Regions from separate parts of the Mus musculus genome. Here regions 1 and 3 are each linked to region 2. A link is a contact called in public HiChIP or PLAC-seq and promoter capture Hi-C data. All regions are on one chromosome and are shown on one strand. Each heading gives the region's core, a stretch centred on a gene start, on an enhancer-like site or on the middle of the called end of the contact. The rest is flanking DNA. Distances are from core to core; before and after follow the strand shown.

Region 1 (3,416 bases), core at 124-2,623, 350 kb before region 2:
CACAAATATTGAAATTAGGATTATGTAAAGCACACAGTAAAAAGAGGGTTGACAGAAAAAAATAAAATAAAATAAACCCAAACAACAACAAAAACCCAAGCTGAACCAACCAACCAATCAACCAACCAACCAACCAACCAACCAACCAACCAACCAACCAACCAAAACCAACCAAACAAGAGGGCTGGAGAGATGGCTCTGAGGGTAAGATCACTGGCTGCTCTGGCCGAGGAGCCAGGTTCAGTTCTCAGCACCCACATGGCGGCTTACAGAGTCTGTAACTTCAATTCCAAGAGATGAAACACTCTCTTCTGGCCTCCGCAGGCAATGCACACACAGTGCCCAGTCATCTACGCAGGCAAAACGCACCTAGACACGCAGAGAAACAAAAATCCTAAGCAAAGAGCTAAACTGCAACAGGCATACACACCCTAGTTACCAGAGGCAGCACTGCTTAGCCAGGTGAAGGAGCCAGAGCAAGCAGTAAAGTATTATGGGATAGTCATAGTCTTTTTCTCTCAGAACTAAAACACTTAAACCACAGTGTGAAAAACAATATATTAGCATTCCTTAAACTGGTTTAAAGACTTGGTTTAATGATTTTTAACAAGAAAGATTCATGTTTATTATTATTATTATTATTATTATTATTATTATTATTATTATGCATGTGTGAACCCAGAACTTCTTCAAGAACTTGACCATTGAAACTTTCCAGCCTCATCTGCTTGATTTTCATGAAGGGCTGGGGCAGAGCATACAAAAAGCTCCACACAGAGATGTGGCCACACAGAGAATCTGGAGTTTAAGTTGAGGAAAAAGGAACACGACATCTACATCCAAGGAAGAATAGATCTGGTCTACAGAGTGAGTTCCAGGACAGCCAGAGCTATACAGAGAAACCCTGTCTCAAAAAACAAACAAACAAACAAACAAAAACACAACAAAAAACAAAACAAAACAAAACAAAAAAACAAACAACAACAACAAAAAAAACCCAAACAAACAACCAAACAAAAACAAGCAAACAATCAAAAGAATAGATTTGGGACCGTGATTTTATTGACCATTTGAGGATCGATACAAGAGGCAAGAACCAGATGCTAGGGGAAGGTCCCAAGTGAGCATGCTTCCAGGACTTCACCGTCTTGGCTGACCAGCGTCCTTGGGTGGATATGCTGTTTACCTAGAGGGTTCTCGGCGTCTCTGGACACCACCCACCTAGCCCTGGGAAGCATCTTGTGTCCAGGCTGTGCCATTCCAAACTGTCCCGGGCTAGCAGAGGAATTCAGCAAAATTGCTGCCCTTAAGAGTCTCCTGTACCGTCAACGAACAGGCCAGGCCAGGCCAGGGGAACACTGGCCAGAAGGTGGAGCCCACGAGCCTGGTGAAGTGCGGAGGTGGCAGTAGCTAAGGCTCAGTTCCAAGGCCTTTGCTGGGGGATTGGCAAGGCGCCATTAGGAATATAGCGTTGGTTTGCTCTCTTGGGTATCCAGGGCAGCTCAAGGTCGGGAGTATTCCAGGACAGTGTGTTGAGGCTTGCGCTGTGGGTGGCTGCTATCTGTTCCACCAGCACAGATTTCCAAAGGCAGGGTCACTTGGGCAGGTGATAAGCTTGTTTGTGGTTTAAACAGTTTGGGACCTATTCGCTTACATGGTTGTTGTGCTTCATCTAGGTTAACTGCCTTAACTGCCTGTCCTCCTAACCCTTGAGTTGCAAAGAATGGAAAGAGGACAGCGGAGAGACAGGGAAGCAAGCGGACCGTCTCCAGCCTGTGCGCCTGACTCAGTAGACTGCGGCGCTGGCTCATCCTGGGAGCGCAGAGGGAATGTCAGCCTCACACAGCCTGGCACCTTGTGCAGTGACACCTTCAGGGTTTGTGGGGACAAGCCGCCTGCCAGACACACGGCTTATTATAAGTCAGATGATACAAGTTTACATATGAATATGAACACAGGCAGCTTGAACAAGCCCAGTGAGGCTAATGAACTTCCTGATTGGCAAAATTAGAACTCTGATGCAAAGCATGGTTAGGATATGAAGGTCTTGGGTTCTGAAGGGAGGAAAGTCACTCTGGTAGGTAAGAGAGGTGAAACTCGGTGGCCTCGGTGGCTGACAAATTTAGGGTGCAGACGGAGGGAATTCGAAGAGCCATGCTCATACTGCGTTTGTGGTCACAATAAACAAAAACCAGTAAGCTAAAGAAATAACTGGACTATATGATGTTTATTAGACTATCTCAAACCCAGAAATGAATACACTATCTATCTATCTATCTATCTATCTATCTATCTATCTATCTATCATCTATCTATCTATCTATCTATCTATCTATCTATCTATCAGTTTGCATATGATATGGTGTCATTAAGACAAACTATTACCAAATAATATCTTGGGCTACAAAGATAGCTCAGTGGTTAAGAGCACTGGCTGCTCTTGCAGGGACCCAGATTCAAGTTCCCCAGCATCTTCGGGGCAGCTTGCAACCGTCCATAACTGTAGTTCCAAAGGGTCTAATGCCCTCTTCTGGCCCCCGCAGGTACTGCACACATGTCCCTCTAGAGTGGTCCAGCTTTTCTTAAGCTTTTGTTACTTATGTGTGTGTGCATGTGCTGGTGTGTGCATGTCACAGCACACATGCAGAAGTCAGAGCACAACCCACAGGAGTAAGTCCTATTCCTCCACCATGGGGGCCTAGGGTTCAAAATCAGGTTGTCTGAGCTGGTGACAAGCACCCTGATCCACTGAGTCACCCTAGCCAGTCCAAGATCTAGTCTTTTAAACCCCTCTTCTCTGGCCCTCGGTCACATGAGATATGAAGCATAAATGATAATCAATCACCTATTTAGTTCTGTGGACCACAGGAAAATGGTTTTCTTGCTATAAAGTGGTTTTGCTTTTTGATTTGAGATGGAGTTTCCCATATCCCAGGCTGGACTCCAACTCACACTGGGCATAGCTTGAACACATGTGACCTCAAAGCCAGCCTCCACAGTGACACACCTCCTTCAACAGGCCACACCTCATGGTGTCACCCTCCATAGCCAAGCATTCAAACACACCGGTCTATAGGGGTCATCCCTATTCAAGCCACCACATTCTCCTGACTGTAGAAATGTATTTTCTGCAGGCACATAAACTTCTTTGCTTCTCCTTGGCCTCTAGGTCATATGGGCTTATCTTCAGATGCAGCCAAGGTGAATCAGAAATCTGGGGGAACAAGCTGACTTTGTGAAGGACAACGGGAAGGTGGCTTTGGCTGGTAACTGGTTTTTGCTGATTTTGAATTTGCGTGAGGATGTCTCACTGGCACAGGGGAAATAGGGGGAAAAAAAACCCAGCCTTTTTTCTTAAGATGTGAAATGTTCTCTGAGCTTTGGAACCTCCCAGAATGTTAACCCTGGCTGACAGC
Region 2 (3,617 bases), core at 234-2,733:
ATACAGTTTGATTTGCAAAGTGGTATTAACAAAAGTAAATCATAAAGAGCATTATTTTGGGGGTTAATATTTTAAGTTAGCTATCAGCACTCCTCAGTGAGGAACCCATCTATTCATCTGGTAATTGCCAAGTCCGAGAACCCCAAATATTTCCTTCATCATCTCCACGTGAACGAGGGGTCAGTAAAATTACTGCTATTGGCTGTACAGCCAAAGGCTAAGCTGCAGTTAATGATATTCATCCAAGAACATAGTGTGATTTGGTGATTATTCGGGCTAATGTTAGAGGCAATTTGACCATACCTGAGTAAGATAAAGCTGTACCCGATGGTACACGCCTGTAATTCCAGCCTACTGGGGATGCTGAAGCAGGAGGAGCAGCCTGGCAACCTAGTAAAATCCTACTTTAAAATAAGAAAGAGGGCTGTGAGTGGTGGCACACACCTTTAATCCCATCACTCAGGAGGCACTGGGAGTTTGAGGCTAGCCTGGTCTACTTAATGAAACCATGTCTCAAATATTAAAATAAAGCGAAGACTGGATATGTAGTTAGCTCCCGGGTAGAGTACTAGTGTGTACCAGGCCCATCCAGAAAAAAGGAAAAAAAAAAAAAAAAAAAAAAAAGAAAAAAAAAACAACTCTGTCCATATAAGGATTAGAGATACAAGTGGAAATATTTCTAAGAAAAATGCCAAATGATTTGAATTTACACTATAAATTAAATGACAGGAAACTGTTCCTTTTCTGAGAGTAGGATTTTATGTTAGAAAATGGCAGAAGCTTCAAGGACAGAATGAGGGGGTATACACCGTTAACCCCAAACTGCCACCTTGTCGTTTCCTAGGTAGAATGTATAGCTTTCCAGCCACATCCTGTTAAAAGCTTTGTGGCTATGTCATGAGATCTTTTTAAAAGTTCTTTCCAGTCAAGTAGGGACAAAGAATAATTTTCTGTTGAAATATAGAATTAAATCTTTATAGATGTAGACTATTTTCATTTGCAAATGTGAAGTGGGTATTTTCAACTTCCTTCAAAGAAACAGAGAGGAAAATACTCCTTTGGATAGGAAATTGTATAGACGAGTAGGTTTCACGTGTACACCGTGGGAAAATCTCAGCGTGTGTGTAACTGCTATGAATTTAGGAAGCGAGCCTCCTTGCAAGAGTGCCTGTAACAAACTCTAGTGGCCACCCAGTGGCTGCATAATGAAATTGCTTCTTTTGTTGGCTACAGCCCTTTATTATTTTTTTTTTTTTGGAGGGAAAGACTGAGGTAGATGGTGCTAAACTAAGAATTTAAAGCGGTCCAGGCACTCCTCTGGATCGATTTGAACCACCGTCACTGTAGTAAATGGTGTATATTTTCCTGGTGGCCCACTCACAGTTTGACCACATTGGGAAGCAATGCGTTCAGATACTGACCGGCACGGAGGACACCGAGCTGGCCCGTGACTCTCGGGACACGCTGTTGGGCATGGCCAGCGTGCAGCAGGACACGCCCACGGTGGCCTCGGGCAGCTCGTCGTCCTCCGTCCACTCGTTGAGCTCGGGGTTGAAGCACTGGATGCATTTCTTGTACTTCTTCTCGCCCTCGTTCCAGCCGCCCAGCAGGTAGGCTCGCCCGTGCAGCGCCGAGACACCCGCCGTGCTCACGCCCACGGGCAGCGGCGCCACGAAGCTCCACTGGCGCGCTGCGGGACTGAAGCTCTCCACCGTGAGCACGTCCACGCGCTCCCCGCGCGGCCCCAGCTGGCTGCCCCCCATCACGTACAGCCTGTCGCCCAGCGCCACCGCGCAGTGCCAGCCTCGGGGCGTGCTCAGCTGGGGCAGCTCCTGCCACGCGTCGAGCGCGGGGTCGTAGGCGCACACGGAGCGCGAGTACGCACTGCCGATGTAGCCGCCGGTCACGATCACGCGGCCGTCGGCCACGGCGCTGGCGTGGCAGCAGCGCGCCACCTCGAGCGGCGCTTTGGGCTGCCATTGGTTGGTGGAGGGCACGTAGCACTCCAGCGAAGCCAGGCTGCCCTCGGAGTTACGGCCGCCCACCGCGTACAGCAGCCCGTTGAACACGCTCAGGCTGAAGTGCGTGCGCTTCTGGTTCATGCTGCCCAAGTGAATCCAGGTGTTGAAGCGGGGATCGTACCTGAGATGAGAGAACCGTTGTTGCAGAAGAGGGAATCGTGATCTTGTCCCCACCTCCTGCAGGGAAGAGCCCCAATTCAGCCCCGCCTCTAACTTCCCCACCCTGCTACAGGTAGGGTTCTGCCTCCCCCCACCCCACCCCGTCTCATTTAGAAAAAAAAAAGGGGGATACTCCCCTCTCTCCCCATTCAGAAGATAGTTCCTTTAGCTATACCCTCAAACAACCAAACCAAATAACAAGAAGATCCCACCGAAATCTCTTCGCTCTTACAATTCCCCCCACCCCGTTCTGTCCCCGGATTTAATGGGCCACAGGAGAGGAACTGGGCGTAAGAGGGAACCTGTACATTAAAGGCAATTCCCTAGTCATCTTAATTTCTGACTCCGTCCTGTAAACAAAAATAGCAATGATACTTGTCCTGTTTTTTGGTTTTTTTGTTTTTTGTTTTTTTACTTTCTTAGTTTGTGCCTATCCTATTATTTTATGTGATATTATCTTATTAAATGTATAAAAATGTTAAATTAAAAAAAGGTAATTCTACTCATTTTTCAGACACCAATATCCCTAGCTCTTAATAGGCATTGCCTGATTAGATTTCTTCTCTTAAAAGGTTCTCACTGGCCTTGGCCATTCATTGCACTGCTAGAAAGCTAAGCCACACCTCTGAACCTGTTAGAGAGAGACCAATGGAATTATGTGGAAAAGCGTCAACAAAGGATGGATCTCTCTTAATAGTTTCCTACTGGTAAAAGTTCCAGTTTATAGATTTATTTTATTTTATTTTTATTTATTTTTATTGCTGTAATATTTTCCACATATAAAGGTTTTTTTGTTTTTGTTTGTTTGTTTGTTTGTTTTCAAAGAAAACTAGCTTGAGTATTAAATGTCAAGAAACCCAGCTGAATTCGGGGAAGTAGGCAGAGCCAGTGACTACATGGACCCTTGTTCACAGAGTTCAGAAGTTCTGTCAAGAGAGTTCACCCTTGTCCCAAATAAAATCAGAAGTGTAGTTATAGATAAGAAAAAAGCGCTGGTCTGAAGCTGTGGCTTGGAGGTAGAGCACTTGTTTCACATAGGCAAGGCACCGGGTTCAAGGCCCAGAACCAAGAAGGAATAAAAAGTCTGAAAATCAATTGCTTGGATTTTTTTTTAAATAATATACTTATACATATAAATATAAAATATATAGAGATAAATTATATAATATACTAATTATATTGATATATCACATGCATATATGAATATAGAATTATATTTATTATGTTTGTGTGTGTATGTGTCTGTGTGTGTGTGGGTGTGTGCATGTGAGTGCAGGTGCCTTTAGAGGCTAGAAGAGTGTGCTTATACCCTGGTGTTGGAATTACAGGATGGTGTGAGTCACCTGGTGTGGTACTGGGAACTAAACTTGGGTCCTTGGCAAGAACAGTAGTCTGAGTTATCTTTCCAATGCTTCGTTCAGAGTCTTGGTGAGTGGT
Region 3 (3,574 bases), core at 322-2,821, 430 kb before region 2:
CCGAGTTCGGTTTGATGGTAAGTTGGGCGGACTCAAGCGCTCAGGAGTAATCATAATCTACAATGTAATTTTGATAAAACGTGGTTTTCATTTTTTGTAATGGACCTAAGTGCCTATGAACGTAACTGAGGGAAGCAGCACTAAAAATAGAGCGGGGTGTGCTATGCGATTGTCACGTGACTTTTACTTATGGACTTTAAAGGAACGTCTGGTTTTTTGTAGGAGTGTACATCAGTAAAACCACGTATATTCGCCAGGGAGAGCAGTCACTTGATGGTTTCTACAGGGCGTGGCACCAAGTGGAATATTACAGGTACAGCTGCTGTAAAGTGCGTGAGTGGGAAATTCTCAAGTGTCTTAGGTTTTGGATCTGCTTTCTGTTGCTCATGATTTATCCACAAAACGGTCCTCGGTATTTTTTAATCTAATATTATGACAGGAACCGCACTCAAAAACCTAAAGGTTATTTATAAGTTGTATAATCCCTCCAGTTCCTAGTAGCCCTCCTGAGCCCCTCTCCTCTGTCCTTATACTGTGACCTATAAGGCCTGTCCCAGCCTTTGTTCAGCACGTGGGTATGCAGCTGAGAAATAGGTAGGGTAGTGTCTGTCACTGTGTATAGTTACTGGGTCTTGCTTTGTCAGGCATTAATTAGTGCCCCAGGAAAACACAGACTTTAGTCTAAGAGACAAGTTTAAAGTTTATTTGGTGAGTGAAATGAAAGGTCAACACACCCCAAGGAGTTACAGGCTAGGCTCTCCCGTGTAGCCTGCCACTGGGTCCTGGCTGCCTTCCTGTCTTACCCACGCTTTGCTGATGGGGTTCAGTCTGGGTTTCACAGCTCCGGCTAAGTGTAGAGACCGCAAGCTAAGGTCATGTTTTGTACTGTGTGTGGGGCTAAGTAGAGACTGCAAGCTAAGGTCATGTTTTGTACTGTGTGTGGGGCTAAGTGTAGAGACTGCAAGCTAAGGTCATGTTTTGTACTGTGTGTGGGGCTAAGTGTAGAGACTGCAAGCTAAGGTCATGTTTTGTACTGTGTGTGGGGCTAAGTAGAGACTGCAAGCTAAGGTCATGTTTTGTACTGTGTGTGGTGGTGTCTGGTTCCTTCTCATGTAGATACATGAGATTCTTTCCTGATGGCCATGTGATGATGTTAACCACCCCCGAGGAGCCTCCGTCCATCGTTCCCCGGTTAAGAACCAGGAACACCAGGTAGTGTTTCTATATGGCCTTCTACCTAGTCCACATTTCCTTATTTATCCTAAGACAGCGCTTTTATGGCTTAATAATGCATGTCATAAAAGGCAGTCCTGAGGCTGGGGGCTGGGGTGGGGTCTCGGGAAGCCTGTCCTGCAAGGCCTATGCAAGCTCGTTCTCATCCCAGTGCTGTGTGTGGGCGAGTGGGGGAAGGGGCACTGGGACGCCGCGTTCTAGGTGCTCAGATAAGTATAACTGGCTGTTTTAAGGTGTGCTTATTATTTCTTAGAACGGATGCAATTCTGCTGGGTCATTACCGCTTGTCACAAGATGCAGACAATCAGACCAAAGTCTTTGCTGTAATAACTAAGAAAAAAGAAGAAGTGAGTATGCACTGTGGAGCCGGGGCTGCCCTTACCACAGCTGTCCATCCACCCATTCTCAGCTAGGAAAGAGAAACAATCCCCAGACGGTTTTGCCACAAGAGCTGGACGTTTATGCACATCAGTGTGTTTGCCCTTCCAGAAAGCCACCCTAGGGTCCTCACGCACGGGAATACAGTACCAGGATCTCCTACATCCGACTCCTGTCTCTGTTAACGGGGCTGCTACTGTCTCTGCTGCTCGTACAGGCCACTCTTCTGCCAGGAGACTTGCAGAGAGAGCATTTTACCAGAAAAAAGCTTCCCTCTTCTGTTTCTGTGAAGAAAGAATAAATGCCCAGTAAATGTGATTATATATACATATATATCATGGTCTATGGTGCTCTAAATTCTTGGTGGATTGAAGAGCTAATATTTTTTGCAACTTTCTCTAGATTCCTTTGTCTAGTCCTGGTTCAGAGACATCGTACATACCTGCCACATCAGTTGGGCAGTGGTTAGAGCAAGTGTAGGCTGTTGTCCACATAAGTAGTGGGGCTCGTAGGTTCATTCTCCCTTCCTGTTGTCAGGTAGTGAGACGCTGCAGGGTTTTATCTGTGAGTGATGTCGTGACACCAGGGCACTGGCTTTCCTGCCTCCTCTGATGGGCTCCTGGGATGCTGTAGTGCTTTCCACGTGTTCCCACGTGGCACGTCAGTATCCTTCTATAAGGAAGCCAGTCACAGTGTTCACAGTGTGCAAAAGAACAGTCAGAGTGAGATCCATCACACCTGTTCATCTGTGACTGTCTTGCTGCTGTTGCAAAACATGACTTGTACGCTACACTTTATATATAAATGTATAGAAGAAAAGATAAGGTCTGACTGTGTAGCCTGACTGGCCTGGAACTCGCTGTGTAGACATGGGAGTCCTCAGATTCCCAGAGATCTGCCTATCTCTGCCAGATTACAGGCTCAAGCTGCCAGGATCTGCCTGTCCTTGGCAGCACACGGATTGAAGGTGCGAGCTGTCACGCCTCTCTCCAGGCTTCCTAGTCACCAAAGGAGAAAGAAAGTTTTATTCCTGAAACTGCTAGGTAACTCTAGCTGGTGGGGAGGAAACCTGGTGTTTTACCTACCGCTTCTTGGAACACTCATAGGTTTACATGTGGTACTCAGGGTGACCTGCAATGTGTAACAGGTTATCTGCAATGTGAATCTCACATTATATATTCCTCTAATGGTTATCCTAGCTCACGAACCTTTTCTTTACAGAAGCCACTTGACCATAAATACAGGTATTTTCGTCGTGTTCCTGTCCAAGAGGCAGATCACAGCTTCCATGTGGGACTGCAGCTGTGCTCCAGTGGCCACCAGAGGTTCAACAAACTCATCTGGATCCACCACTCTTGTCACATCACTTACAAGTAGGTGAACGCAGTGAAGAGTGCTCCACAGTTAGGGCCACTTGTTGATTTTCCAGAGGACCCAGGTTCAGTTCCCAGCTCCCTCATGTTAGCTTACAACTCTTCTGACCTTCATAGGCACAAGGCACACATGTGGTGTACACATGTGTGTAGGCAAAAGAACCATGTACAATTTTAAAAGAAACTTAAAAAAAAAAAAGAATGCCTAAACTAGCATGAAGTAGACTTTTATGCTAACCCCTCCCCCGCAAAAAAGGGGGCGCTCCATCCTAGGGCTGCTGAGGTCTCTTTAGGCTGGAGATTCATTTTTGGGAATTATACAATCATTTTAAAAATTATACTTATAGAAATTATGTCTGTTAAAATGGTGCTCAGTGTAGCCCACAGCCAAATACATTAGGTAGGTGACACCCAGGTAAAGCTCTTTATTTAAACATTTCTTTATTGGTTATTTTGTTTATTTACATTTGTCATCCCCCTCCTGGTTTCCCCTCCGAAAACCCCTATCCCACCTCCCCCCAATCCCTGCTTCCATGAGGGTGCTCCCCTGCCCACCCACCTGCTACCGCCCTCTATGTAAAGCTCTTAAT

Evidence for each region. Promoter capture Hi-C pulls out the DNA fragments that hold promoters and counts their contacts. HiChIP or PLAC-seq counts read pairs in DNA pulled down with a chosen protein or histone mark.
Region 1: a contact with region 2 is called in a promoter capture Hi-C map of liver, with 2.3 times the contacts expected there. The contact joins two enhancer-like sites. A contact is called at or near these places in 6 of 39 promoter capture datasets (the 3T3-L1 cell line, embryonic stem cells, hippocampal neurons and 1 more), 5 of 484 Hi-C or Micro-C datasets (the AML12 cell line, cortical glia, embryonic stem cells and 1 more) and 4 of 115 datasets of contacts at active chromatin or transcription factors (embryonic stem cells and stem cell-derived neural progenitor cells).
Region 3: a contact with region 2 is called in an H3K4me3 HiChIP or PLAC-seq map of bone marrow-derived macrophages, with 5 times the contacts expected there. The contact joins two enhancer-like sites. A contact is called at or near these places in 3 of 115 datasets of contacts at active chromatin or transcription factors (bone marrow-derived macrophages, embryonic forebrain and embryonic hindbrain).

What each region holds. Positions count from the first base shown.
Region 1 is chr9:78,004,803-78,008,218 of GRCm38.p6, reverse strand. It overlaps a transcript of Gm34829 not described here. Among named protein-coding and RNA genes, the nearest start is that of Gm39375, 6.3 kb to the left of the region's middle. Within about 2 kb of position 1,373, at least 44 of the 459 cell types and tissues checked have an H3K27ac peak or open chromatin away from gene starts, as enhancers often do. A contact at or near this core is called in hippocampal neurons and liver, where this site is marked.
Region 2 is chr9:77,653,652-77,657,268 of GRCm38.p6, reverse strand. Klhl31 (kelch-like 31) reads right to left here. Exons shown (of 3, transcript NM_172925.2): 3 at 1-2,142. The coding sequence ends at 1,410. Among named protein-coding and RNA genes, the nearest start is that of Klhl31, 19 kb to the right of the region's middle. Within about 2 kb of position 1,483, at least 158 of the 459 cell types and tissues checked have an H3K27ac peak or open chromatin away from gene starts, as enhancers often do. A contact at or near this core is called in bone marrow-derived macrophages, hippocampal neurons and liver, where this site is marked.
Region 3 is chr9:78,083,913-78,087,486 of GRCm38.p6, reverse strand. It overlaps Fbxo9 (f-box protein 9), which reads left to right. Exons shown (of 13, transcript NM_023605.2): 8 at 1-17; 9 at 223-313; 10 at 1,117-1,212; 11 at 1,487-1,580; 12 at 2,833-2,984. Among named protein-coding and RNA genes, the nearest start is that of Fbxo9, 23 kb to the left of the region's middle. Within about 2 kb of position 1,571, at least 61 of the 459 cell types and tissues checked have an H3K27ac peak or open chromatin away from gene starts, as enhancers often do. A contact at or near this core is called in bone marrow-derived macrophages, where this site is marked.